Linked DNA regions of Sus scrofa: all the other regions are linked to region 1. Evidence: chromatin contacts called from public Hi-C, HiChIP or PLAC-seq and promoter capture Hi-C data. All regions are on one chromosome and are shown on one strand. The core of a region is the stretch at or near the end of the contact, and the rest is flanking DNA. Distances in the headings are between cores, read along the strand shown. Region 1 holds the start of BHLHE41 (class E basic helix-loop-helix protein 41). Region 2 holds the start of INTS13 (integrator complex subunit 13). Region 3 holds the start of LOC110260584. Region 4 holds the start of KRAS (GTPase KRas). Region 5 holds the start of MED21 (mediator complex subunit 21). Region 6 holds the start of ETFRF1 (electron transfer flavoprotein regulatory factor 1). Region 7 overlaps ITPR2 (inositol 1,4,5-trisphosphate receptor type 2).

Region 1 (3,003 bases), core at 216-2,715:
CCACTATAGCACAAGTTGTAAGGCATGTGATATTTACATTTTATTCTTATAACCCTGGGACTAGTACCAGGCTATTAACACACCCTTGGAGAGCAGCAAAGAATAAAAATGTGCATCTTACTGTCAACTTTAGATGTTCAGGCAGTAAGTCTTTCAGCTGAGCAATGCATTCATTAATTCGGTCTCTTCTTTTCTTTTCTATTAATCTGTGCGGTAATTTGTAGGTATCCTTAATACATGAGAGTCATGGAAGAGAGAAAACAATAAACTAAACATTCATTCACTGGATTTAACAATACCCTGCCATCCTCCCCCCAAAACATACTATGTGAGAAACTATGCCCAAGAAACCTCTTTCCTCTGGACTGTTCTGAAATGCAATTTAAATTCAGGTATGATGTTTAAACTCCCCCTGAGAGTATCCAGCAAACCACTTAAAATTCAGTTGGGGAAGCTCAAGATCTGTAATATATTTGCGGGCAGACTTCCCTGTTAAATCAATGGCCCTAATTAACTATCCAGGCAGGTTAAGAGGAACGTCGGAAACTTACACTTACCTTGCTATCGTCTCGCTTCATGCTCCTTTTGGGCTTACACATATACAAAGAGGAATAATCCAGTCTGCAAAATAGAAATCAGCATCAGGAACCCATTCCGAGAGGGGCTCTGCCCTCCCCGCTCCATACCACTTTCTGGAGAAGAAAAAAAAAAAAAAAAATCAAACTGAAGCCTAGACAGATATTCGCAAGGGTGCGTGCACCTTACCCTATAAAATCTCTATGTTCCAGTAACTGTCTTTCTTGCAAATGAGGAATTCCTTCGTCCATGTTCAATCGCTGTCCGTTTCCTCTGTTTCGATTTTTGGGGTTCTGTTCTATAATCTGTGGGACGGTAGCCCTGGGAGATCCTGGGGGGAATCTGTACGTCTCCAGTCTCTCTCTCTCTCTCCCTCTTCAGTGCAGTGTTGAAAGTGTGAAGCAGTTGGTCCCCCCCTCCCTCCGCGCTCGCTCTCTCGCACACACACGCACACACACGCACGCACACTCGCGCTGGCTCCACTGCGCTGGTAGTTTGCTCTCACTCCGGGCAGTGTTTGGCCACAGGGCACGCGCGTCGCCGGCCAGACCAGCACCCAGCTCACGTGCGGAACGTACCATCCGCGGTCCAGCCCGGAGGGGGGCGGGGGAGGAGGGGCCGGGCCAGGAGGGGGCGTCGGGAGAAGGCTGCTAGGGAAGGCGGACGGCGGGAGGGGGCGGGGACACCTGATCAGGGCCACCGGAAAGGAAAAACAACTTCAGCCAGGCTATTAAGCTTCCCCAAGGCAGCGCAGTCAGCTGGGGGAGTGGGAGGGGGCGCCCGGGGGTGCGGGGCAGCTTGGGCTTCCTCCGCTGGGAAGTGCGACTCCTTCAATCCGTCTGTCCTTACGGATAGGAACGTGAACGTGGCTTTTTACTTTTCCACAGACTGTGCTGTTGGTTTGGACCAGAGAAAGGAAAGAGAAAGAGAATTCGCGATGGGTCAACTTCAGTCCCGAAGGACAATTTGGAGACTTGTTTGCTTACGCTCAGTGGCCTGGGGGGACCCCTAGACCTGATTGGAGGTTGCCCCCAAAAGGGACAACATGAAATCTGCTCCCCGAGAGATTTAAGATAAGTGAAAATGTAGCCACTGGGTCAGAATGTCGCAATCCAAGTGTCTTTCTGCCCCACAGTGTCCAAACTTCCCGCAGCAGCCGGAATTGCGGTGCCACTAATCACAGCCACAGATGACGACGTTTGGGTTCTCAGGAGCTCCCTCAGGAACGCGGCGGGGAGGGAGGGGAATAGGATGGGGTGGCAAGAGAGGGGCTCCCGCGAAAAAGCAATGCAGCATTACCAATCGCCCGCTAAGCCCCGCCGCCCCTCTGCGCCTCGGGTGGCGCTGCGCACTTTCCCCGCCCCTCCCCCTTCGTGTGATAAGAGACGCCGGGAGTGTGCAGAGCCCACGTTTACTACCGCTGGTACCTCCAAAGCCTCCCTCCTTAATCCTGTCTCAAACGGGTACCAGCACAGGGCCAGCAACGTGATCCGACCTGCCGCTGCTGCCACATCACTGCACGGGGAACCCGCGCGCGCGTGTGCGCGTGCGCGCGCTTGCCCTGCAGCCTCGGTGCCCCGCTCGGGGAAAGCACAGGCCACCTCGAACCGGGCTACCTTTCCCCAGAGCCATCCCCGGAGCATGACTCACTGCTAGTGAGAGTTACCGGGAGGTGCCCGCAGTTGCGCACTGCCCCTGGTGCCTGGCGCAGCGGGCCGCAAGGGACATCGGAGACCGAGGGAAAGCGCGTCCTGCGGGATTCCCAGGTCTCCGGGCCCATTGCCCCCACTGGGTCTGCCAGGAGGGGATAGGGAGAATATATATTAATCTCTCTCCTATCTATCTATCTATCTATCTATCTATCTATCTATCTATCTATCTATCTATCTATCTATCTATCTATCTATCTACATAGATATCAAACCAAAAGTCTTTCCTGCCTGCATTCTCCTGGGTGATCCCCGAAATAGTCATTACTGCCACTGGCACGTGAACCAAGGCGAGAAGTACGCCGAATGCACGCGAACCCGGGCGCAGCAGGGACTTGGGGCCGTCGCTACGTGTCCCCCGGCCCGCCCCGCCGAGCGCGGGTTCCGGGGACGGATCTGGGTCGCGGGAAGCGGCGGCTGGAAGGAGGTCACGTGTCTGCGGGAGTCGTGCCTCTTCCCCGCCTCCAGGAGCCGCCGGGGCCGCGGCCGCGCTGCTGCAGTCTCCCGAGTCCTGGGCGGAGACGCGCGGCGTCTGGCTTCGTGACTCCGGCGGCGGCGGCGGCGGCCCAAGCTCACCCCAGCGTGAGGAGACGCTCGCGGTCTGTCCTCTCAGAGGGCCGTTTAAGGTCCCTCGACTTTCTCCAATGGGGAGACGTATTTTGCACCAAATAAGCAATTCAATAATGATCATACTTAAAAAGAAAAAAGTATTTTTGAA
Region 2 (3,124 bases), core at 293-2,792, 860 kb after region 1:
TTGAATACTGTCCCAGCAATTATAGTAGCTACCTCAAAGGATTGATGAGAAATAGACCACATTTTTAAAGTCGTAAATAAACAGTTGTAAGTCAAATCTATAGCAAACTCATATACAAAGAAGGTACTAGGCAGTTAAGTACATCCCCCAGATCATGATTTTACTTGTATTCACACTCACCAGCTTTTTGAAAGGAAATATATCATACATTATTCTACAATATTCCATGGAAGATTCTACTGAGCAAGTCCATAATGATTTAGATATGGGGGCCAAAGGGATGATTCCTTGGGTCCTATTCTTCACCAGCATATCAAACTCCACATGCTGTCTGCATGATTCTGCCATGTAAGGGCAGTGATCCACAACAAATACTGTTTTATGGGATTCAGAAAAAATCTTCATTTTGTTTTAACCTGTAAGGGATAAAATACATTAGCCAAACATACATAACATTTACTATCTTAAATTATTTCTAATGAATGTGTCTTTTCCTCAAGAAGATTTGGTAGGGGACATGAACAATCAGTATTCAAAGGAATTTATCCAACAAAGGACAAATTTAATGAGGTCATGACCATAGAGTAACTATCAATTCAAGGGATGAACTACACCATATTAACCTGTCACAGGCAAGATTACAACCCATGTATATATATATTTTTGCTTTTGGAATGAACTTAAATTTGTCAGAAGAAAACATTTCTACAAATAATCGTACTTGTTTCCCTTACATAACACATAATAGCGACAAATACTCTTCAAATACACTTTTGATGATCCTTGTGAGTTGACATCAATCACATAAAAACCTGCAAACCAACCCAGGTCAGCATTTTTGGGCTTCCCTCCAAAAAAAATCTCAAGACTTCTGAAAAAAGGTTTGGAAACTGGAAAGAGGAGTGACAACAAAAGGGAAGCCCCAAACATAAACATTTCCTAGGATAACTGCATTATTAGATTTTCGCATTAGGATAAGGACCTCAAATTCACACTCTCCCCATTAGCTTTAGAAACACCACAGTAATTTATCATGTAGAACAGAAAAACTTATGTGCTATTATCACACTGATGGGAGAAAGAACTTTTAAAACTTTCTTACAAAAACTCCCTTGCTTCGCTAATACAATCTTATACCGAATAGACAATTCACATTCGAAAAGCACATGGTAAACAGAGCAAAAGTGTTCATCAAAACGAACCGATTTTTTACAGCCCGGCCGCTTTCAAACGCATTTCCCCTTCATGCAAAACTCTTCTTTGAGAAACCTAGACACACTCTGCCAGAGGGTGGGGGGTGGAAAGTACAAGGTGAGTGGATAGGGAAGATCTCAGGATCGAGGTTCGCTTACTTTCGTGCCTGGTCTTGCAGTGAAAACGAACAGAGGCTAAGAACCACAGCCTCTCTGGAAAAGGCTGCTGGCTGGGTGGGGAGGGTCAGCGCACAGTCAGGAATGTCTGGTACCAAAGACCGGGGACTAGGTTTTCCCCGCTCATCTCCTAGCACACCGGTCCTTCCCAGGCTTCCTAAATGCAGGAGCGCGCGCGCGCCTGCGCGTGAACACAAACACTCACACACTCGGACTGGCGCGTGCGCAAAGCGCCCTTGACAGCCCCGCCAAGCTGCCCTTCCCCCTCGGTGGGCCAGACACTAAGGTCTCTAACAGGAAGAGGGCGGAGCCAAGGGGAAAAGAATGCCTCCAACCATCAGGATTTTCTATCCGCTAATTTTCCCAGTCACCCATTGGGAAGATTGATCCGGGCGACCTGAGAACCTCCCCACAGCGAAGTACCAACCACAGCACCAGCTAAAGCAGCCACGGTCCCCTAAGCGTAAGGCCCTCCCACCAGGTCTCCCTTCTCAGTCTCTCCAACCCAGGCCGATTTCCCCAAGCAAAATTCGCGAGACTTAGCGAGAGGCCGAGCAAAAGCCAGAATGTGGATCAGTGGGGAGGGACGTATAAGTGCCCCGCCCCTACCTCTTGCGCATGTCAGCTAGAGGCCTCAAGTAAATCGCCGGGTTCTGCCCCCACGGTAACGCGAGGGAGGAAGTCTCGCGAGGTTGAGGCGCTCTGAGAGCGCAGGTCGGAGGCGGTGAGCGGAGGTTTTTACCCTGACCAGTAATGGGACTGATCACCTATGACCCTCCCATCTGCCCCAACACTACCTCTGCTGGGGTCTGCGTCTGCTATTGAAGAAGCTGAACAAGCGAGAGGAGTCTCTTCCCTTGGGTGCATAGGTCCCCGTTGGCAGAGGCTTTGAGTCCTAGTCGCCACAGCTGACGGCTGCGAGGGATTGAGATCAGAGTAAGTGGAATCAGTCCAGGGACCAGAGCGGGTTTAAGAGAGTCGGAAGCTTCCTTCCCCTGACGGTGCTCTTTGCCCCACCTCTTGAACCACCGGCTGCCCGTGCCTGGGCGCGGTAGTTCCTCTCTGTTCTCAGCTCTGAGACCGTCTTTCCGGAGCTGAGGTACGGAAAGTTTGATGGAAACCCTTGGCCCAAATCTTGTGGACACACCTTTCGTCTCTGTTTTCTTCCTGCCTAACCCACCTGGGAGCTCAGCATTTGCGAGGCGGGGTGGGGGTGGTCGGCAGGGATGGAAGAGGCGTCCTTTTCAGTTTTCAGTTTACCCCTTTGCAGAAGATGACTTGGTTAATCATTACTTCTTTCTTGAAACCGCCCTCCAAGAAGTATTGCTCTTTTCCTAGTTCTCTTCCTGGATAATCATACTGCCTTGAAGCTGCCCTCCAAAGAATCCTATCTTTTCCTGGTTTTCTTCCTGCCTTTCTTCTGTATCTCATCTCAAATGATGGTATACCTGTATCCATCCTGCTGTCCAGATTAGGAACCTAAGGCTCATCCTTGGCTTATTTCCACTTTCACTGCACTATGGTATTTCTTCTTTGACCAGAATCATTGCCCACCCCCAACTGATTTCCCTACCGTCATCCTTCCCTGCCATTCTGAAATACAAAATCTGTTTATATCAACCCTTTCTTTACACCTTTTTAGTATCGATATTGCTGACCAAATTGTTAAGTATATCACTTAGGACCTTTTACTGTGTGTCCTAATCCACTTTACCTTTTCCGTCTTTTTTTGCCTCGCCTCCAAATACCTCAGT
Region 3 (3,212 bases), core at 699-3,198, 750 kb after region 1:
TTCTCTTCTCACTTGATTTCTCCATCTCTAAAAGGACCAGGACAGATTCCGTAACTGCTAAAGTATATACAGTTACCCAAACACACACTTTTGCTGAATATGACACTATAAAAACTTGGCCTTTCATTTGTCTAGGTTTTATACTCTACTCCTAATCCCTTTTATCTTTTTGCCCACGAGTGTAACTATTGCACTTGTGACTCACAGTTATGAAGGTAGTGATCATGACTATAGCTAACACTTTATACAAGTGCTTATGAGCCAGGTACTGTGTGTCCTACATATATTAACTCACTTCTTCCTCAGCACAACCCTATGAGGTAGTAACCAGGATCTTCTCTTTTCAGACCTGAGGACACTGAGATGCAATTATGTAACTTGCCTGGGGTCAGAAAGTTCACAAGTGGAGAAGCCAGGATTTGACCCCAAGCATTCTCCCCCTGGAGCTTCTCCCCCTGGAGCCCTTCCCCCTTAACCTCCCCATTACACACACCTGGAGAGTCTACAGAGAAGGGTGGGGTGTAGCAGACCTCATCTGCAAAATGTTGGGGTCGCAAACACTGGACTCGTACTATGAAATCTCTCAGAAACAAATGGTAGCTTAAGATTTATAAACCCAGCACAAGCACTTGTCATGGCTTTTTTCTTCCAAGCTTTATTTTCACAATTAATTAGCATCGGTCTTACCAGGATTCAATTAAATCTACCTGCCTTCTTTCACCCATTAGGAGAGATGAACAAAGAACAGAAACTGTTCTCAGCATGGCTCAGCATGGCTCAAAGTCACCATCCGGGGACACTGCATGTTAAGTCATGTGCCCTAAATCCCAGGAGCAGAAAACAGTGAACAGCCAGAAGTGGCAACACCAGTTCCTTAGCCTGAAATCTCCAAGACTAGGGAGTCTAGCTACTGATATCAGGTGGCCACCAAAAAACAACAACAACAAAAAAGTATGCATAAAATACAAAGCAGTGCGCATTTAAACTACTTACTGGTACTCACCATCAGGACAGAGAGAAAATACTAGTAATCAAGGAAGTCCTCTTTAACCATCTAACACACGATTATGTTTATATATATATTTCCCTCATTCATAAATCAACTCAAACCTTAAGAGCCCTGCACTTGGCTGAGTCTCAGGAGGGGTTCAGCCTTTCAGTGGGCCAAGGCCCAGGAAGGGGAGAAAGCAGGTGTGAGTTCCATAACGCCGGAGGCCTTCGGTGCTTTCTGAGGGTCGCCGCGCGGCGGACGTCCCCGAGCTGCCTGCGAGGCGCGGCAAGTCCCCGTTCCGCAAAGCTGAAAGGAAATTATTTCAGGGAAGCGGGGACGGTGAGCTTCTCCCGCAGGGCAAAGCCACTCTCGGCTCACTACATCGCCCAAGTTTCATGTCCAAGGCCACGGACTTTTCATCGATTGCTCTTACAAACCCGGCCTTGAGGGACAGGGGCTTGAGAGTGGGGGCGAGCAAAGAAGCGGAGAGGGGGCGTTTTGTTTCACCTCCAAGGGAAAAACAAAACAAAACAGAAATGTTTTAATCAAAACAACCCACGGAGAAGCCAACGAAGACTTCTTCTCCCGGCCTGTCTCCGGGCTTCTGAATCACTTCCTCCTTTTCAGAAGAGTCTCTGAGCTTGAGATTACGAAGTTGCTGAGAAAGTCTAGCCTCTTGGGGCAGCTTCCTGCGAGCTAGCGAGCCGAAGGCACGGCGCTGTCCGCCGGCGCAGAGCCTGCCCGCCCGCCCGCCCCGCCACCCAAGGCGGGAGCTGGCGCCCGAGGACCCGGCGGCGCCAGGAGGGACCGGGATGGGTTCCGAGGGGACCGAGCGCCAGCGCTCCCCAGCCCGCGCCCCGACTTACCCCAGCGTGTTGATGAAGCCGTTGACCGAGCCCTCCGCGTACAGGGACACGATGTCCCCTATATAGAGGAAGCTGGACATTTTATCGGACATGCTGCTTCATGCTCGGAAGAAGACGTCCCTCCTCTTCCCTGTGCCCTCTCCGCCCTCTCCAGCGAGCCACCGCGGCAGAGGCGGAATGGAGCGCCCTCCTGCAGCGCCCAGAGCGGCGGCGGCGACGGTGGACACCGCCGAGGGATCGAGTGTCGGGCTCAGCCCTGCCCCGCACCCGGGAACCTCCAGGAGCAAGCCGCAGCTTAGGGCACCCAGAGACGTGCGCGGCCCGGACGCCCTGAGAGCCGTAGCTGCTGCCTCCCCGGCAGGTTTCCTGTTCCTTTCAGAAGTTTTCTCTCCAACACCTTTGCTCCTCCTCCTCCCTCCTCCGCTCCCCCTCCCCGTCCCCTTCAGGCTCCGCGCCCCACCGTTGCTGTCCCGCTGCGGAGCAGAAGCTAGTGCTTGCAGAGCCCCTAGGTCCTCTCCGGGGAATTTTTGGACCAGGTGCCTGTGCCCATTGGGCGAAGGGGAGGAGAGGCGCCCTTAGAGCAGGGGGTGCAGGCCAATCAGGCGGCGGCGGCCGGGGGTGGAGCCGGGCCGGGGCGGGGCGAATATGGGGGGCCAGGCCACCCTGGCAGCTGCGGCGCGCGCTAACCCAACGCGGGGAGGCGCTGGAGGGGCTGCGGGGGCCCGGAGCCGGGAAGTGGGCCCCGGAGGGCCCCCCGCCCCGGGAGAGGCTAGCTAGACTTGAGGTGCGACAGTTCCCTCCCAGAAAAGTGAAGGATGACGGGGCCGAGACCCTTTCCCGGGTCTTAAAGGAGGCGGGGAGGATGAGAATTGGCGATGGAGAGGGAGCGCAGGACCAGAGCAAGAGTGAGCCCGCGATGCCCCTCGGAGATGAAAAGGTGGAACCGGAGTAAGATGGGTAATTTGCTGACAAAGAGGAGAGGAAGGTGTTGAGGTAAAGGGAAAAAACAGACATTTAAAAAAAATACACAAGAAAGAAAATAAAGAGAAGGAGAGGGAAGGAAGGGAGATGGAGGGTCTGCTCTATATGAAGTGTGTAGTTTGGGGTTTTGTTTCTAGTATAGGGCGTTAGTGAAACCTGACCCGTCAGCAGCTGTCCAGGTGGACGCGAGGTAAACGTCACTTGGCCGAGCCAGCAGTTTTTTAAGCCAACCTATGGCAGTGAACTTTCTCTTAAGCCTCCCAAGGCCGCGCCTCCTTCTCTTAAACCCAAGCCCAGGTTTAACCTCCCACCTCCGGGAGCCCGCTGTCACCTTTTTACTGACTGTCCCGCTTTGTTTACATTTAAAGTTTCTG
Region 4 (3,041 bases), core at 139-2,638, 820 kb before region 1:
GTTTGAGAAAGCTAGTTTAGGACTTCAACTATCATGCACATGTCTATAAGTATTTCAGACAGTTAGCTGGCAGATTGCTACAATTAACTCCTCTTGTTAAAAAAAAAAATTGTGAGTGCTGTTTTGGAGGGCTGTAATAACTCCTGAGATGCGGATCAAATTTATAAGCATGAGGTAATCCAGAAGAGATGGGGGAAAGGACAACAACGGGCAAATTAAACTTCAGGTACGATTTTAGCTATCGCTGTCTACACTCCACTAGTAAAGAAAAAGCCCTGCTTCTGCTTTGCGGGTTTTCTGCGTGTGTTTTAACTTGACAAAGCAAATAGACCTTCTGGGATTAACTTTTTCGTTTTCACTAAGTCACAAGCTTTACGTTGTAGGGTGTTGGCCACCTGTTCTTCCACCACCATCACTACCTCCACCTCCTCCTTTGTGGCCACAGCAATGTCACAGCCCATACATGGGGGAGGGGAGCAGTCAGGAACTCAGCTGCAGATGCATTTTTCCAAACACAATAACCTCAAACAGTGGTCTCTAAGCACTTTTCTTTGCGCTTCCAAAACGTGACCTCCCCTATTACTCCCATATCCCCCTACACACGGAAAGGGGCCACTAGCCATCCAGTCTGCGCTCGAGGGAGAAGTTTATACCTCCGTCCGAGAGATGCTAGATGCAGCAGAGAAGGCAGTAACCGAAGCAGCCGAGTGCTGGGAAGGGAGGAAGAGGTGCGGGAGCGAAGGGAGAGACAGAGAGGGAAGGACGACGAGGGGGAGGGGAGGCCGGAGCGCAGCGGGAGTAACCTCCACCGCACCCGACCGCCCCGAGGGGCAGCCCGCCCGGCCCGCGAGTTTCTCCCCGGCCGCCTCCAGCCGCGGCTCTCGGGGAGGAGGAAGGAAGGGGTTCCCCGTCCAGGAAGCAGCACCAGCAGCGGCCGCCTCCAGCCTCACCCTCCTCAGCCCCGCACCGCCCATTCCTCATTCCCCGCGTCGCCGCGTCCCCGCGCCTCCCCCTGCAGACCCCCCCACCCTGCCGGCCCGCCCGCCAGGGCCCCGCGCCCGAGCCCCCTCCCCGCCCCTCCCGGGACCCCTAATTCATTCACTCGCCGCCGGCCCCGCCCGGCGCCGGCGAGGAGGGTCGGGACCCCGGCAGGGGCCAGGAGGGGTGGTCCGCTCCGTACCTCTCTCCCGCACCTGGGAGCCGCCGAGCCTTTGGCCCCCGCCGCCGCCTTCAGTGCCTGCGCCGCGCTAGCTCCCAGTCCGAAATGGCGGGGGCCGGGAGTACTGGCCGAGCCGCCGCCACCGCTGCCGCCGCCGCCACCGCCGCCGCTGCCGCTGTGCCTCCGCCGCCGCGGCCGCCGCCTAGGGAAATCGAGCTCCGAGCTCACCGATGAGTTCGGGGCCAGGCGGCCGCAGAGGGCAGAACTATCGATGCTCTCGGCGCTCGATTCCTCTCCAGACGGGCGTGCGGGGAGGGAGCGGCTGAGGGCGGTGTGGAAAGAGGGTAGAGAGAGTGCCGCCGGGGAGAGGGAGGAGGCGGGGCCCGGCTGGGGAGGGGACGGACCCGGCTGGCGGAGGTGGGGCGGGGGCCCGGCCCGCTGAAGAAGCGGGCGGCAGGGGCGGTGCTGGGTGGCTGCGCGCGGCCGGCGGAGCAAGGTTGTGGGGAGATCTGGGCGGCGCCTGGGCGGGCGAGCGGGCGCGCGTGAGGGGGCACTGGTGGCCCCACGCGGGGCCCGCCCCCAGGCTCCCGCCGCAGCTCATAGCCCGCAGCTGCGGACTCAAGACTCGCGCACCCGGGAGACGCCACGGGGACCCCTGCCGCGCCCCTGTGGGGTCCACTCGGAGAAGCTGCGAAAATCCCACCTCGCCTGGGGTCGGCCTACGCTTGGGCACATTCATTCACTATCATTTACTGCAAGTAAATAAACAAGCAGTATTCGAAAGTGGGAGGCGACGTGGGTGACTTAGAGAGAGACTGGGCCCCCAGTTCCCCAGCCCCCGGCTGTGCGAGCACGCCTTGGAGATTACCATTCTGCACTCTCTGGGACCAGGAACGTACTAGCCCCAGGTCCCAACAAAGCAGCACGTCCTTTCATCACTGTTAAGGGGAGGGGGTCTGATCTTTGTCGCTTTATGAACCTTCTGAAGCCATTACGGGGCACCCTAAACGGCGACCTCAGAGGTACCTATTGCCCCTGATGGCACAAGCAGGAGACAGACTGTTTTTAAATAGAAGTGCCCTTAATAGTCTAGACCTGAGGAGAATCATTCAAACATTAATTAGAAGACAGATTAATAAGTTAACGTTCAGGGAGTTAACACATTAAACAATGGAACAATTAAAACTGCTAGTATGCCCAGTGTCTGCATTGATAAACTACCAAGAAAGGTTTGAGAGGTTGATATACTACCTAGAAAGGTTTGGGAGAGTTTTAAAGACAGAGGCCTGGCAGACCAGCACCTAGACCTAATAGGACCACCCATCTGAATCTCTCTCTGCAGTTCTGTCCCTCTAATCCACATCATAAAACATGAATAAAAGTGTTTTTTTGGGGTGTGGGGGGTTGTCTTTTTAGGGCCAAACCTGTGGCATATGGAAGTTCCCAGGCTAGGGGTAGAATCGCAGCTGTAGCTGCCAGCCTACACCACAGCCACAGCAACAAGAGATCAGAGCTGTGTCTGCCACCTACAGAGCAACACAGGGCAACACTAGATCCCTCAATCGGGGTCAGGGATCAAACCTGGATCCTCATGGATACTAGTTGGGTTCTTAACCTGCTGAGGCACAATGGGAACTCCAAAACAGTTATTTTAAATCCCTACTATTATGTCTGTTAACCTAGGCCTTATACCAACTGCCTCTCTTTTCTTCCTACCCCTTCTGTGGGCTGTACTCTGCAAGGCTGTTTCCTTCCTGGCTCCCTCTCCTAACACCTGGTACCAGGTGGAAGAGGCAGAAGAGAAGTGGAAAACCAGGAAGGGAAAAGAATGCCGCTCTTGGTCTGGTAATTGCTAAATGTTTTGCACAAATCGTCTTATTTA
Region 5 (3,009 bases), core at 387-2,886, 950 kb after region 1:
GCATAGCAGTGTGAAACAGAACACCTGTAGGGGATTGCAAGAAATCTAATGTAACAAATGCTTATTTATAGAATTTCAGCCTAATGCCTGGAACGTTTAGATGTTTAATACATTGTGACTGAATAGGTAGTAAAGGTAGTTAAGGGTCTAGAATGTCAAATTAAAGAACTGTTAAGGATTTTTTTTTCCGGAAAAAATAATCACTACAGGTTTTAAAAATCAAAGTACCACAAGATTGGCTATGCGTTGATAATTGAAGCTGGGAGATGGGTGCATGAGTGTTCACAATAGTACTCTCTACTTTTGGACATGTCTGAAACTTTTAATAATATAGTTTAAAAGAACATACTTACCAAAAGTGGGTGTTTAAAAGATGAGATTCATAATACTGGGTCCTGTTCTTAAAACCACATGCTCCAGTTGGGGATTCAAGAAAAGCACATGAGGAGTTCCCGTCGTGGCCCAGTGGTTAACGAATCCGACTAGGAACCATGAGGTTGCGGGTTCGATCCCTGCCACTTGCTCAGTGGGTTAACGATCCGGCGTTGCCATGAATTGTGGTGTAGGTTGCAGACGCGGCTCGGATCCCGCGTTGCTGTGGCTGTGGTGTAGGCCGGTGGCTACAGCTCCGATTGGACCCCTAGCCTGGGAACCCCCATATGCCGCAGGAGCGGCCCAAGAAATGGCAAAAAGACAAAACAAACAAACAAAAAAAAAAGAAAAGCCCATGAAAAGGCATATGTGAAAGTGTCGAAATCATAAAAGGAGAGAGGAGTAATCCATGTGGACTCTAGTAATTCATAAAATTTACATGAAAATAGTAAAACTTAGAAAAAAACCCCCTTTTTTTTTTGGCCGCACAGGCATGTGGAAGTTCCCTGGGCCAGGGATTAAAGCTGTTGAACCAGTGGGATTTGGAAGACCCTAACCACTGTAGTCGGATTCTTAATCCACTGTACCAGTGGGAACTCCCAAGTATTCTTTAGTTGTTCATTGTGTAGGCCATGTGGTCTACCTAGAAAGCCAAAGCAATGTAAAATAGGTATTCAAGGTGATGTTTAAAAATGGATACAAACCTTGTGGCTCAGCAGGTTACAAACCAGGGCTAGTATCCATGAGGCTGCGGGTTGGATCCCTGGCCTAACTCAGGGGGTTAAGGATCTTGAGCTGCAGTGAGCTGTGGTGTAGATCACAGATGCAGCTCGGATCCCTCCTTGCTGTGGCTGTGTCTGTGTCTGTTTTGCTGTAGGCTGGCAGCTACCCTCTAGCCTGGGAACTTCCAGGAGCGGCCCTTCAAAAAAGAAGAAAAAAAAAAAAAAAAAGATACAAAGAGGATAGGGAAACTTACTTAGAAAAACCGCGAATCCAGTCTCCACAAAGTGTTTACTTAAAAGCCATGAGAAAGTACATTGGCTCACCCCAGAAGCCCCCAAATTACTAAACGTGGGCCCAGCGGAGCTTCCCCCAGGTGCAGCTGGTCTGAACAAAAATAAGCCTTAGGAAAGCCCAGCCGCTTAGCGCGGGGAGTGGAGTTCGGCTTGACTCCACCCCCTCCACGAACTCAGCCCTGTGATTGGTCGTGACGCTTACCAAAGCTGCCCAATTGCATCCGAGCAGCTGCTTTAGCGTCTCTTTGTTTGCGGGGAGAAACATGGCGGATCGCCTGACACAGCTGCAGGACGCCGTGAACTCGGTGAGCAATTGTACTCGATTAGTCTCCGTCTTCTTTCCTGAGGGAAAGCAAGTTAGAAAAAGGGACTTGGGGGGCAAGCTTGGAAGTGGGGAGCGTCTTTCCGCAACGCACGCTCGGGTCGGCGGGAGGCGGCGCCGCGGTCTGTGAGGCCGAGGCGGCCGGTGGAATGGTGCGGAGCTGCGGGAGCCCGCGGCCTCAGCCTGCGAGGTGGAGGGTCTCCCTGCCTAGTCTCAAGCCTCACGGCCTTGTCATGTTTTCTAGGAACGGCTTTATTTTCTTGTCAGCGGTGCTTATGGGGTCGCCCCTCTTGCGGGGAAGAGAGAGGAAGCGGAAACTCCCTCCCGCACCCATACATTTTAACCCTTGGAGGGAAACCCGTGTTCTTAACCATTGGATTGGACCTTAGCGAAGAGTAATCCTTCGCCCAAATTTTCAGGTTGGGGCGGGAGTGACGGTAAAGTGAGTAATTTTGTTTCATCTCGGTTGGTTCCTGTAGACTAAGGGTCGTTGCATCTCTTGGCCACTCCCCCAGCGTAAGTCAAGTTTGGGGAAAACTGACATCTTTATGATAGTGAATCTTCTGATCCTTGTCTCTTTAAGTTTTTAAAAATGTCTGCCAAAAGTTCTACTCCCTATTAAAGTCAGATCTTGTAATTGGCCCTCTTACTTTGAACCTTCTGATTATTTTTCCTGTTATGTGAAGTGAAAGTGATGCAAACCAAGGGATTCATATGCTTATTACCGTTAAGAGCTAAATTGTTTTCTATCGGTAGTTACATTTCTCTCATTCTGTTTGTAATTTGATGTCCCAGAGAAGATGCCTATAGATGTTGACAGGAAAATCCAGGTACCTCTTGCTAGTTTTTTTTCTCACTAGAAGGAAATAGGCTGGCATTCTTGTTATTGCTCAGTCTTTGTACGTGAGCAATAAGTGTGAATGTACACATATTGAGTGTGAATCTGCATGTTAAAAACTGATCTACTTTGCCTATGAGGGCCAGCCCCTAAATGTCGATGAATTCACCAAGGTAAATTCTACCTTTGGTGACTTTTCTGGACTACTGAACAACCTACCTTGGGGAGACAGTCCTTTGAGGTTTTACAAAATCAAATTGTAATGATGCTACTTGATAGAAATGTTATTTTAGGGGAAATATCGCATAGTCATCCATGTCTCCTGGCCAGAAGGATAGTAAGAACAAAGTGAATATGGCCTTTACTCCAAAAGTAGGCATACTGATTTTGCAAAGAAGCCTCTAGGTTAACTAGTATGTGTAGAAGCACTATAATGTTTATGGAGAGATGCTCCTTAAGGA
Region 6 (3,020 bases), core at 255-2,754, 870 kb before region 1:
GTGGGCAAATTGTCATCTTCACTAGTGCTTTTAATGTGATGCAGGTTTGGGATAAGTACCTATCCTCACCCCTCTTGCAAATCATAAGAGCATCATGTAGTGGAGTATTTCTCAAAGTTCAGAGGGCATAAGAATCATGTGAGATGCTTGTGAAAAATACATATTCCTGGGCTAAAAGTATACACACTCACTTCCCTCTCCCAATTATAATTCAGTTCATGTTATGGGTTGAATTGCAACCTCTTAAAATTCATACATTCAAGTCCCATATCCCAGTATCTCTGAATTTTACCTTATTTGGAAAGAGGGTTGTTGCTGATGTAATTAAGATGAGGTGGATCTCTAACCCAATATGACTGAGGTCTTCACAAAAAGGGGAAATTTGGGCACAGACACATAGATACAGGGAGAATGCCAGCGAAGAATGGAATAAGCTGCCACAAGTCAAGGAAGTACCAGAAGGTAGGAAAGGGGTCTGAACAGATCCCTCCTCAGCACCTGCAGGGGGAGCAGAGCCCTGACAGCACCTTGATCTTGGACTTCTAGACTTTAGAATTGTGAAACGTTAAGTTTCTCTTGTTTAAGCCACTTAGCTGGTGATATTTTGTTACTTGGCAGCCCTAGGAAACTAATACTGTAGATCTGGAGTCTGGTCTGTTCCTGTAATCTGCATTTTAATAGATATTCCAGGTGTATTAGAAGCACATTTTCCAGAAACCACATTTTGAGAAACATCTAAGAATAAAAAAACTTACGCACCCGCTGGGAAATAATAAATAGGTGCTTACGGTTCTCTCAAGTTATCAGTAGCTTTAAGTCTGCTTAAAATCCCTTTCCATTTCTCCCTGACATGAATGGTCTCCTCACCCTATTTCTTCTCATCACTTCTGAAAAACTCATAATCATACTTTAAAATACTCCTTGAAAAGCACTGCTCTTCCCTTTCATGTTCCCCTCCCCTCTCCAGACCCAATTTCAACATTTCCAACTTTGTGTTACTCCAATGTAGTCACTTTGATAATTACAGTAATAAAACTGTATTGTAATTAATTTGCTGAGTCTGTTTTCCATACCAGGGAGTGGATGGAATATTCATCTTTGTGTCCTAGGCACAATGACCATTCCCCGTTTACGGAAATTGGTTTGGGCTCCCACCTGTCTGCGAAGGCCACAAATCAGGGGAATGCCCACTCCCACCAAGAGTATAAGCTCTCTCTTAAGTCGACTCGCTCCCCTCTAATAAAATATGATAGGCTCTTATTACATCATTTAATACAGTGCAAGAGAATCCACGCTCGCCCCTTCACGCGGTTCCCCACTTTCTCTGCTCACCATGCCGAGGAAAGCACCACCTCCGCAGCCTGCCAAGTGGTGTGAGCTCCTGGAGCTCACAGTGGTGTGGACTGAGGTCTTGGGTTGTCAGAACGACAAGCCCCGCCCCCTGGCGCCCCAGGGGAGGGGCGCGGAGCCGCTAGTCTGGGTCCGCGCAGTCGCGCTGGGGTTCTTCCGGACGGCGTCCCGCCCCCTTCCCCCACAGATCGCCCCATCTTCCCAACGCCCCGCCCCCGTGAGCGGCCAGAGGAGTCAGAGCGGCCAGAGAGTTTTACGGCAGTGACGAGCCGGAAAGCGTGTGAGTGCAGCGCAGGGGCGTTTAATTCTGTTTTCCGGATTCTGAGGTCTGGAGGCGAAGTAAGCTCTGGGCAAGACAGCCGGTGTGGGAAAGGGTTTCTGAACGCCTTTTGACTTTGACAGTCACTCTGTTTACGTGGAGCTGAGGCGTATCTTTCTGTACGGGTGTTTTGAGAAGGAAGGGAGCTGCCAGCTATACGCAGCTGGATCGAGTGGTTGACACGGGTCGGCTGCCTGGGCCGCCACCGCTTAGACCTGCGGGGCGGGGCTCTATTGACAGTTTAGATAAGAAGGTAGATAAATTGGCTCCCAGAGTGTTGGTTAATTCCAGAGTGTTGGTTAATTCGAAGTTAATGAGCTTTGGATTCTTCTTTCTTCCCTGCACATGGTTCTCTTTACTTCCTGGGCAAGGTATATGCCGTTTTGGGGTTTGTTTTTTCCCTAAGAGGAGCTCTGAGCAAGAGCTGGAAATGATTTAAAGCTGGTTCTGGGTAAAGTATTCCTTACAAGTGAAGTTCTCTAAGACCAGCAAGACTCGCAGTTATGTGCGCCCAAGGTCAAGGTCACAGATTTGTACAAACCGGTGGCACAACCCTTCGATTATCAGTCTACTGCCGCATGAAGAAACTCTTGGCAGCAAAGACCAACAGGAAAACTAGAAGAAATCAAGTTATTGAGAAATTAAGCTTCTTCCAAAGCCTATCTGAATTGTCTATGATTTTAGACCTAAATGCTGTTTTAGTGCATTGAAAGTATTGCCGTGTCTCATCTCTAAATTCTAATTTTATTAGGGCTATCCCTTCGTTGACGAAATATATTATTATACTTATTATTAATAAATAAGTATTGCTGACTGAGTTGGTCTTTGTGGGTTAAAGTGTTCATGCTTCCCAGATTGTGTAATAGTGATGACATCTCACCTCCAAATCCCTGGTGGCAAAAACATCTTAATGTTGGAGTTCCCAGTTGTGGGTCATTGGTTAACGAATCTGACTAGTATCCAAGAGGACCCAGCTTAGATCCCTGGCCTGGCTCTGTGGGCGGGTTAAAGATCCGGCCTTGTGGTGAGCTGTGGTTATATATAGATCGCAGACTGCGCTGGAATCCCGCCTTGCTGTGGCTGTGGCATAGGCCAGCGGCTACAACTCCCATTGGATCCCTAGCCTGGGAACCTGTTGTGTGCGGCCCTAAATTAAAAAAAAAAAAAAAAAAAAAAAATCTTGATGTCGACATCACAGGGTTCTGAGGCTTTTTGGTATGGAACTAAGTTTTTCTCTTCGTATTTCAACCCAGCTACTAATGTGTATGATACAAAACCTCAGTCAACTCTAATGGGGGTAAGGAGGTGTTGGAGGAGGTGTTGTGGTGATCACAAAAAACTTTTAAATGGT
Region 7 (3,081 bases), core at 21-2,520, 630 kb after region 1:
AACTCACATATTCTTTAATTGCTACCAATCCCATAGAACAGATATTGTCACCTTTTTTACACACAAGGGAACTGGGCTTCAGAAAGCTTAAAAATCTGCTTAAAGGCAGAGAGATTGTGAGTGTATGTATACTTGGGGCTTTTCTTCCCATTGCACTAAACTCTCTTTGCCACTCTGGCCAATATAAACACCACAAATGCAAAGGCAATTCAAGAATTACATCATCCAATTTCCCAAGAATGCCTCAAGCATATTAAATTAATATTCCAAATTACAAATAGGTGTGTTGAGAGTGGAAAAGCTGGGGGCAGGGGGGAGAGTAATATGCTACCAAATCCTGCCCTCTGATAGGGTCCTCCCTTTCACACCCAAACAGCTCAGCCATCTTACATTTTAAAAAAACTTTATAAAAATCATAATCACTTCGGATGGATCTATACATGTATGTGTAACTGGGTCTACATGCTGTACAGTAGAAAATTGACAGAACACTGTAAACTAGCTATAGCGAAAAAATAAATATAAATTTTTTTTAAATTGCTGAAAAGGTGAGGCTTATGTCATGCATATTTTAGCATAATAAAAACATCTACAGTAAAAAATAAAATAAAAAATACTTTATAAAAATCTAATAGGACTCTTCCACTCCTTTTATTACTGTTTCTCCCCTTTTGCAGCCATTATTATACTAAAACTCTGTCCACACTTCCTTCCACTTCCTGATCCTTCCTCCACCCCACTGCGTTCTAGTTTCCACTAAAAAACGCTCTCAGCGAAGTCACAGATAATCATGTTCTTGCCAAATGCTGTAAAGACATTTTGTTCTTGACCTTTTCGGGCACACTCCCTTCGTACTGAAACTCTATCTTCCCTTGCTTGGCATCTGTGACTCAGCCCATTTGACCTTCCAGCTGCTTCTCTCACTTCTCAGGCTGCCGGTCTTTCTAATTTTACTTAATTTTAAGAACATTAATTTCCAGTAGTCAACATGTCACTGGTGGTGACACTCCAGTGCCACTCTGGAGTGGTCCTCTTTGAACAGAAATTCCTTAGTACCCTGCTCTTTCTGTTAAAGATAAAACCCATTCTCCTTGGCTTAATATTTATGGTCTGAAAAAACCAGCAGCCCGACCTTTCTAGCTCCACTACTCCCCTCTCACCTTCAAGCATCACTTCCAAACTCACACACATCTTATGTGTGATAACACATGAATTAGCCACATGACACTAGTTTGTATGAGGCCACACAGCTCCTTGTCCTCATTGCCTGAACATACTTCACTTCTTCCCAATCTGCCTTACTCATCCATCAAGGAGATACCCTTCCCTATACCTTCATTGCATCCTCTTCCAAAGGTAGAATTTTCTACCATTCCCAAGAGAATTTTAATTCTAATTTCTAGTCTTTTATAGAATATCCAGTAGACTTCTAAGTCTTAATTCAGACAAGATTCTCTACCTTACTGCTTAATTTTTCAAAGAGCTACTTCTTCAAAGACGTCCCTTCAGAACATTCATGGTATAAACAGCCCATAAATTGCAAAGCTCTATTTCATTTCATTGAGTGGATTCACTAAAAATGAGTCAGATATTTTTAAAAGTAAGGACCATCTCTATTTATCATCTAATAAAATTAGTCATGCTGGCATCCCTTACCAGATGTTTACAATGATTACACATCATGCCAAGCACTTGACCTCATTTCATTCTCTTAATAGTCTTATTACACAAGCATTGTGATTATCTTCATTTTCCAGGGGGAGGAAATGGGAACTTAGTGAGATTAATTTGCCCAAGTATATAAATTTCAAATTTTTCTTCTTCCCATCCTCTAAGTTTATAGAAGACTGAATAGTTTCTTCGTATTCAATTTGTTCATTCAAAAATAGTCACCAAATGCTTTTTAAGTATTAGGCACTGTCCGAGGTGCTGGGGACACAGTGGTAATGTTACAAAAAACAAATAAAAAATAAAAAACCTGCCTTTGTGGAGTGTTCATTCTGACAGAGAACGTCAATAAAATAAAACACACAATAAGTGAGACAGTGGGAAGTACTATAAAGAAAATTATCACAGATTAACATAATGGAGAGGGTCATGGGGTTGAGTTCTATTTTAGGGTTAGCATGTTTATAGAAACTTTGTGTTTCCACAACCTTTTTCTCATCACTTCCCCACCCCCACTCCCTTACCCTCCCTCACATCCAAAACCAAAGGTAGATAAGTAATACCAAAAACTCTGAGACCAAAAATTCTGTTTTTTTCTGGGCACATATCTGGACAAAACTTTCATCGAAAAAAGATACATGCACCCCTATGTTCATTGCAGCACTATTCACAATAGCCAAGACATGGAAACAACCTAAATGTCCATTGACAGATGAACGAAGATGTGGTATATATACACAATGGAATACTACTCGGCGATGAAAAAGAATAAAATGCCACTTGCAGCAACATGGATGGAACTGAAGACTTTCACACTAGGTGAAATAAGTCAGAAAGAGAAAGACAAATACCATATGATATTTTCTTTCTCTAATCTAATATGTGACATAAATGAACCTCTCTATAGAAAAGAAAAAACTCATGGACTTGGAGAACAGCCTTGTGGTTGCCAAGGGGGAGGGGGATGGGGTGGGATGGACTGGGAATTTGGGGTTAGTAGATGCAAACTATTGCATTTGGAGCAGATAAGCAATGAGATCCTGCTGTACAGCACAAGGAAGGATATCTAGTCACTTGTAATGGAACATGATGGAGGATAATGTGAGAAAAAGAACATATATGCGTGTGTGTGTGTGTGTGTGTGTGTGTATGTAAAGTAACATAATGTTTTTTCTATCAAAGGAAATCTTGGTTCCTCCATTTTGCTCCGGTTTTGGCTGAAACGCCCTCCTGCAACCCCCTCCTCTTTCCATCTTCTCCCAGTGGCAATTTGTTTCAAATTAGCCAACCAAGAAGAATGTGTGCCCTGACCTGACCAATGGGAAGGGGATAGGTATATCATCTGCATTAGGGATAAATAGGGAGGGTCTTGGAGTTCCCGTCGTGGCGCAGTGGTTAACGAATCCGACTAGG

What was found. Promoter capture Hi-C pulls out the DNA fragments that hold promoters and counts their contacts. A called contact is a pair of places that touch in the nucleus more often than the background predicts. HiChIP or PLAC-seq counts read pairs in DNA pulled down with a chosen protein or histone mark.
Region 2: a promoter capture Hi-C map of liver shows a contact between it and region 1, with 12 times the contacts expected there. The contact joins the promoter of INTS13 here to the promoter of BHLHE41 in region 1. A contact is called at or near these places in 2 of 5 promoter capture datasets (fetal skeletal muscle and liver), 4 of 47 Hi-C or Micro-C datasets (heart right ventricle, liver and skeletal muscle) and 2 of 2 datasets of contacts at active chromatin or transcription factors (alveolar macrophages and skeletal muscle).
Region 3: an H3K27ac HiChIP or PLAC-seq map of skeletal muscle shows a contact between it and region 1. The contact joins the promoter of LOC110260584 here to the promoter of BHLHE41 in region 1. A contact is called at or near these places in 2 of 5 promoter capture datasets (fetal skeletal muscle and liver), 2 of 47 Hi-C or Micro-C datasets (embryonic fibroblasts and heart right ventricle) and 2 of 2 datasets of contacts at active chromatin or transcription factors (alveolar macrophages and skeletal muscle).
Region 4: a Hi-C map of liver shows a contact between it and region 1, with 4 times the contacts expected there. The contact joins the promoter of KRAS here to the promoter of BHLHE41 in region 1. A contact is called at or near these places in 1 of 5 promoter capture datasets (liver) and 2 of 47 Hi-C or Micro-C datasets (heart right ventricle and liver).
Region 5: a contact with region 1 is called in a Hi-C map of fetal skeletal muscle, with 2.0 times the contacts expected there. The contact joins the promoter of MED21 here to the promoter of BHLHE41 in region 1. A contact is called at or near these places in 3 of 47 Hi-C or Micro-C datasets (fetal skeletal muscle, heart right ventricle and skeletal muscle) and 1 of 2 datasets of contacts at active chromatin or transcription factors (skeletal muscle).
Region 6: a contact with region 1 is called in an H3K27ac HiChIP or PLAC-seq map of skeletal muscle. The contact joins the promoter of ETFRF1 here to the promoter of BHLHE41 in region 1. A contact is called at or near these places in 2 of 47 Hi-C or Micro-C datasets (omental adipose tissue and skeletal muscle) and 1 of 2 datasets of contacts at active chromatin or transcription factors (skeletal muscle).
Region 7: an H3K27ac HiChIP or PLAC-seq map of skeletal muscle shows a contact between it and region 1. The contact joins the enhancer-like site here to the promoter of BHLHE41 in region 1. A contact is called at or near these places in 1 of 5 promoter capture datasets (fetal skeletal muscle), 6 of 47 Hi-C or Micro-C datasets (adipocytes, embryonic fibroblasts, fetal heart ventricle and 3 more) and 2 of 2 datasets of contacts at active chromatin or transcription factors (alveolar macrophages and skeletal muscle).

The regions. Positions count from the first base shown.
Region 1 is chr5:47,686,124-47,689,126 of Sscrofa11.1, reverse strand. BHLHE41 (class E basic helix-loop-helix protein 41) reads right to left here and starts at 1,465. Exons shown (of 5, transcript XM_003355541.4): 1 at 766-1,465; 2 at 558-621; 3 at 122-229. The coding sequence starts at 827.
Region 2 is chr5:46,822,928-46,826,051 of Sscrofa11.1, reverse strand. It overlaps INTS13 (integrator complex subunit 13), which reads right to left and starts at 1,542. Exons shown (of 17, transcript NM_001243595.1): 1 at 1,353-1,542; 2 at 181-416. The coding sequence starts at 405. FGFR1OP2 (FGFR1 oncogene partner 2) reads left to right here and starts at 1,990. Exons shown (of 6, transcript XM_005664032.3): 1 at 1,990-2,306.
Region 3 is chr5:46,935,118-46,938,329 of Sscrofa11.1, reverse strand. LOC110260584 reads left to right here and starts at 1,948. Exons shown (of 3, transcript XM_021091237.1): 1 at 1,948-2,196; 2 at 2,237-2,850. The coding sequence starts at 1,948. The coding sequence ends at 2,809. ITPR2 (inositol 1,4,5-trisphosphate receptor type 2) reads right to left here and starts at 2,203. Exons shown (of 58, transcript XM_021092920.1): 1 at 1,858-2,203.
Region 4 is chr5:48,507,121-48,510,161 of Sscrofa11.1, reverse strand. It overlaps KRAS (GTPase KRas), which reads right to left and starts at 1,388. Exons shown (of 5, transcript XM_003126427.5): 1 at 1,181-1,388.
Region 5 is chr5:46,735,008-46,738,016 of Sscrofa11.1, reverse strand. MED21 (mediator complex subunit 21) reads left to right here and starts at 1,636. Exons shown (of 4, transcript NM_001243530.1): 1 at 1,636-1,693. The coding sequence starts at 1,652.
Region 6 is chr5:48,554,073-48,557,092 of Sscrofa11.1, reverse strand. ETFRF1 (electron transfer flavoprotein regulatory factor 1) reads left to right here and starts at 1,504. Exons shown (of 3, transcript XM_003126426.5): 1 at 1,504-1,630. CASC1 (protein CASC1) reads right to left here and starts at 1,451. Exons shown (of 16, transcript XM_021092191.1): 1 at 1,333-1,451. The coding sequence starts at 1,335.
Region 7 is chr5:47,057,715-47,060,795 of Sscrofa11.1, reverse strand. All of the region lies in intron 10 of ITPR2 (inositol 1,4,5-trisphosphate receptor type 2), which reads right to left. Among named protein-coding and RNA genes, the nearest start is that of ITPR2, 120 kb to the right of the region's middle. Within about 2 kb of position 1,270, at least 5 of the 83 cell types and tissues checked have an H3K27ac peak or open chromatin away from gene starts, as enhancers often do. A contact at or near this core is called in skeletal muscle, where this site is marked.